2 separate regions of the Zea mays genome follow, and region 2 is linked to region 1. A link is a contact called in public Hi-C data. All regions are on one chromosome and are shown on one strand. The core of a region is the stretch at or near the end of the contact, and the rest is flanking DNA. Distances in the headings are between cores, read along the strand shown. Region 1 holds the start of LOC100274362 (ubiquitin-associated (UBA)/TS-N domain-containing protein). Region 2 holds the start of LOC100282039 (glucan endo-1,3-beta-glucosidase 4).

The links. Hi-C and Micro-C count contacts between places; a contact is called where the count stands out from the background.
Region 2: a contact with region 1 is called in a Hi-C map of tassel, with 2.5 times the contacts expected there. The contact joins the promoter of LOC100282039 here to the promoter of LOC100274362 in region 1. A contact is called at or near these places in 2 of 25 Hi-C or Micro-C datasets (ear and tassel).

Annotation. Positions count from the first base shown.
Region 1 is chr4:102,030,402-102,033,101 of Zm-B73-REFERENCE-NAM-5.0, reverse strand. LOC100274362 (ubiquitin-associated (UBA)/TS-N domain-containing protein) reads left to right here and starts at 1,333. Exons shown (of 12, transcript NM_001148722.1): 1 at 1,333-1,520; 2 at 1,674-1,830; 3 at 1,920-2,015. The coding sequence starts at 1,353.
Region 2 is chr4:102,526,223-102,528,922 of Zm-B73-REFERENCE-NAM-5.0, reverse strand. LOC100282039 (glucan endo-1,3-beta-glucosidase 4) reads left to right here and starts at 1,408. Exons shown (of 3, transcript NM_001154952.1): 1 at 1,408-1,966. The coding sequence starts at 1,642.

The sequences.
Region 1 (2,700 bases), core at 84-2,583:
ACTCGGCATACTTGCACCACTTCTATGTCCCTGTCACCCATCCTTCTGTCATTGCAAAAATTATTATGTTGTTCCTCTGTTGTTTTGTGTGTTAGTTTTTTGTTGTGCTAAGATTTAAACATAATTTGGGCGTGTTAATACTTTATTTATTGTCTGCACGTGGTTTGTGTTCTTCTGATGATGACTCATGGATCCTGCAAAATATGTGTTAGAATTTGGAGATTCATGCGGGCACTAACACATGATGCTCGTTCCTTGTGTTCTTAGCTCTTGCATGCATTAGATCGTTCTGAGACCACATTGATGCAATAGACTACATGGTGTTTAAGGTTGTTGAATTGAATGGAGCAGCAATGATTTGTCACGCTAACAGTAAAATGAAAGGTTATTTGTTGGTTTTAAACGTTAGTGATTGCTATGAAGTACTATAATTTGTATGGAGCATATCCAGTTTTTATTGATGCCCGACTTTAGTAACTACTCCATATTTTGATCTATCTTTTTTTATAAGTTTGATTTCACGTGACTTATTTTAGAAACTTGAGCTCACAAACTTTCTCTTATTAATCTTTATATGATGGAATTATGTCATCGTATAATCTTTATTCGTACAGTTAGTCAACTCTCTTCTAATCGCTTCTTTGATTGACCGTGTTATACCAAAATATATTAAATAGAGTTAACAACAACATCAATTAGTTAAATAAAAAAATTATATGTAAAGCGGAGGCAATCAATAAAAAAATCTTAAAATCTTTTTGTTCGATAGTTTATGTGAGTATTATTATGAACCGTCACAACACACGATCAGCCGACTTTTTACCCATTAGTATCGAGTTCCAATACCCATTGCCATTGCACCCACATCTATAGATGGCCAATAAGCACGAGGCCCGCGAGCACGACACGAAGCCCGCTATTTGGGTCCGGTCCGAGCCCGACACGGCCCGGTTCTATGCGGCCCAGACCGGCCCAGCACGAATAAGCGGGCCGGGCTTGGACAGGAAACTAGGCACGGTGGACTAGCCCGACACGACCCGTTTACTTCTAAGCACGTTAAGCCCGTTTTTTGTACTAAAACGTGCTTTTCGACCCACTTAGCCCGCTTTTGGCCCGCTTTTTTCGTGCTAAACGGGCCGGCCCGTTTAGGCCCGTTGCGAGCCGGGCTCTGACAGAAAATTAAGCCTACGAGCTTAGAAGGCCCAACCTAGTTTTCTAACCGTGCCTGACGGGCCAGGCCTAAAACGTGGCGGGCTTCACCGGGCCCGGGCCGGGCTGCCGGTTTGGCCATCTCTACCCACATCTGCTGCAGACTCGAGGCGATCGAAGCGTCATTGGCGGCGGCTGCGGCAATGGCGGGGCTGTCGCTACTGTGCGGTGACTGCGGCGCGCAGCTGCGTAGTGTGGAGGAGGCGCAGGCGCACGCCGAGGCCACCAACCACGCCAACTTCGTCGAGTCCACCGAGGCCGTCCTCAACTTCGTCTGCTCCGACTGCGGCAAGCCATGCCGCTCCCAGACCGTAAGATCCCACCATCCTTCCCTCTCTTCCTCTCCTCAATTTGCCTGTCGAATTTTGGTGCCTCGTAGATTCACTTCGGTGAGCGTGGCGCGATTCTTGATCCGATTCCGATAGCTTGGTCTCGATGCTTACTGTTTCCGTGGCGGTGCCCAGGAGGTGGACCTGCACACCAAGCGCACGGGCCATACGGAGTTCGCGGACAAGACCGCGGAGGCAGCCAAACCCATCGATCTCGAGGCGCCGCTTAAGCCGGCCTCCGAGGATGTCATGGACGTAGACACGTCGGCTTCGGCGAGTGGGGAGCCACAAGGTTTGGTGGTTGTTTCCATTGTCTCGGCCTCATGAGCTTTGATGCTGTTACTTACTGACTAACTATTGTGCTGTATTATGGTTGGGCAGAGATGGTTGTCCCGGAGGTGAACAAGGAGATGCTCACGGACCTTGAGGGCATGGGTTTCTCGACAGCGCGCGCCACCAGGGTGCTTCACTTCTCCGGTATGTTAAGTGATGATAGTTCTCTTGCTGTAATGTCTTGAGTTCTTTACTGAAACCAGAAAGTCTTAGGCTTGCGATTTTAGAGCCTAGGTCAGTATTGTTTTCTTCATATATAAGAAGCATGATAAGTGTAATCTGTGAAGAATCATCCAAGATGGCCTATTTTATTTAGTTGGTTATGGTCTTCTCCCTAGTTGATCCTTTGCAAAGTTGAAAAGTGTTTTTGCATTACTTGGGAACATATGCTGCCACAAGGGAATAACTTGCATCTAAGGCTCACTCGTGAGGCATGCAAATCGGGCAGCCATCTGTACTTTTGGCTGGTGTATTTAGTTTACCTGCCCAGCCATACGCTAGATCTTTCCAACAGCACAGCTATCCATACGTTCAGCTAGAATGGAGTAGACGCTGGGGCCCAGTGGTCAGTCAAGAACGAAGAATTTAGCTTCCGGTCACAGAACCAGGCAATATGGCTTTTCTCGCTCCTGCCTTCCATTTTACCTGGCCCGTTTAGCTGCTCCGTTGGATGAAGGATTGCACTGCTACAGTGGCTCCAGGGCAGCTATTTTAGCTTTCCCTGGCCGGATGGCTGCTCCGTTGGAGTGAGCCTAACCAATGATACTGTCCTTTAGACAAGATCTAGGATGATGAAACAGTAGCGGTCTATGGAGCCGATTAGGCTATT
Region 2 (2,700 bases), core at 159-2,658, 500 kb before region 1:
ATGTGTCTTAGTTAAATGGGTCGTGTCAGGCCGGTCCGTGGGCTTGACTTGAGGCACAGACACTGCCCACATATTGGGACGTGTCGGTCCATGCCCACAATTAAGTTGGGCCGTGCCAGATCTGGACCGTGCCAGAAATTATGTGCTTTGGACCGGCCTATTAATCACAGCATAAATGTACACCTATACTAGAGGGTAGTCTAGTTAGGCCCTTTACTGCCATAAGATTTGGGAAAAAAATTACCCCTCAGGCTGTGCGCAGCGGTACACCCTAGCGATCCCCCTCCCCTTGCATGCGGCGCGTAGGGGGCACCCTATGGCCGCAGCGGTGCCCCCTACAGCGCCCCCTACGTGTCGGTCTCCTTCTCTCTCCCCCTAGATATAGCGTGTCACTGTTCATCACCCTAAACACTATGCTGTGGGTCCACGAGTAATTGTTAGTAGATAAAAAATTGATAGTTGGTATAGAAAATGATATTTTATAGCGGTAGTGGAGTATAGGGGGTGATTTAGGGGGAACCGCTGCGGGAGATGAAAAAATAGGGGGAAAAATAGGGGGAAAAAGTGATATAGGGGGAAAAATTTAGGGGTAACGATTGCGGATAGCCTCAAGCCTTAGCGTAAGTGCGTAACTGTCGAGCTGCCCAGCCCCACTCCTCTCCACGTCTGGCCACCTCCCACAGTCCAACTGCCCAGCCGCCGCACGTCCTCGCCTGGCCAAGTCCAGCCCCGGCCGCCGGCGCGCATCCACTCCATCCGTTGGCCGACCACCGCCTGCGCACAACGCACTCCGGTCCCGTCCGCTACCAGCACAGGCGCACACTCCTGCTCCGATTGTCGCAAGCGCAGGCGCGCGCGCACGCCAGCTCCGAGCCTCCGACCGCCGCCTGTGGCCCTCGCACGTCTCGCCGCCTCCGGGCTCCACCCACCAGCGTGGCTGCCTGGCCGTCCGCAGCCTGTGGACCCGCCCAGTGCGCTCCGGCCTCATTGCATTGAGGCCTGATTACTCAATAGAGTTCCTTGCAAAAAAAATCAGCATCTTCATTGATACGTTTGGTCATTGCTATAACCTTTGTGTCCATGTCTGTTGCACAAAACAAGACTCAATGCACCGAAAGATTCATATGTAATAGCTCAGATTCATATGTAATGTTGTCCAACTGAATAATAAGTGTACTGCTTTGAATTTCCATCTTAATAAAATAATGGGAAAGGTAGCTTTGAAGTCTTGCTTATGACATTTTCGCAGACAGGGACTTTCCTTTGGGTTTTGAGCTGAAAGAACCCTAGGCACTCAAGGGGAGGATGCAAAAATGGAATATGCATCCATACAGTAGAATGGCCATGCCCAACAAATAGCTAATAAAGCCCAGTCCAACACAAACAACCACCCGTCCAAAGCAAAGAAAGAAGAAAAGAAAGTAGCGTGTGGGAGGAAGGAGCGCGAGAAGGAGATCCTCGTCCCCTCCCGCCCCCGTACGTCTCCCCTCCATCTTCCATTCTTCCACATATCCCCACACAATTGCCGTCTCGCTCCACATTCCCTTCGCACCACCTTTCCCCTCTCTCTCTCCCTCTCTCTCCCTCTCTCACTCGCTCTTTCTCCGGGGCCGCCATTCCTGCTCCGTCCACTCCCACCACATGCGGCGGCGCGGGCGCCTCCCCGCGGCGCTGTGGCTCGTTGTCGTGACGTTGGCGGCGCTGGTGGCGCGACCTGCGTGTGCGGCGTGGTGCATCGCGCGGAGCGAGGCCTCGGACAAGGCGCTGCAGTCGGCGCTGGACTATGCGTGCGGCCCCGCGAGGGGTGCCGACTGCGCGCCCATCCAGGCCAGCGGCCTCTGCTACCTGCCCAACACCCTCGCCGCGCATGCCTCTTACGCCTTCAACTCCATCTTCCAGCGCTCCCGCGCCGCGCCGGGGGCCTGCGACTTCGCCGGCACCGCCACCGTCACGGTCACGGACCCTAGTCAGTATGCTTAACTAACTTTGCGCTTCTTCATGTTCTTCGCTAAATCTGTTCGGTCTTGGAGTATCCGCCTCCGACTCCGACTCTCCGGCATCACTTTTGCTTTTGCTTTTCTGTTCGGTCTTGGAGTACGTCCTCTGTCCCTTTTGCAACCATACTATGCTAAACTGGCTGCTTTTTTCCCCCAGAACCTTTGGGGTTATATATCCGTTTGTTTCTTGCATCATTTATTTAATTTCTTTCATCATCTGGCTAATTAATACTCCTTGGTTTTCTTCGTTATTACTTTTGCCTTTGCTTAGCTTCAATTGATATATGAGAATAATAGTACACATTGATGTCATAGAAGAAAGCCATTAGGTTGTGTAGCAATGAAAATATTACTGCTACACTAATCTGGTGAAAATGAGCGGCATCAACATCACCGATAACCTTTTTTTTTTTAAAAGGGTGTACCCCATTTCATTAGGAAATAGGAAACAGAAGTCAAGTAACTTACAGAACCAACGGACATGTCTTAAGCAGAACGACCCTATTCAGACCATGGGCTACCCCTGATGAGGCCAAGTTCTACAACTAAGACAAATAACCTATGGACCTGTTTTTCTTCTTTCTCCTACAGTGCATGGTGCACGATTGCTGTAGCTTGTAACAACATTGCTCCAAACCCTAAAAAGTACAGCTTGATGCTAATCAGGAAGTGTGTTTTTTTACTGTGAGATATACCTGGGTTG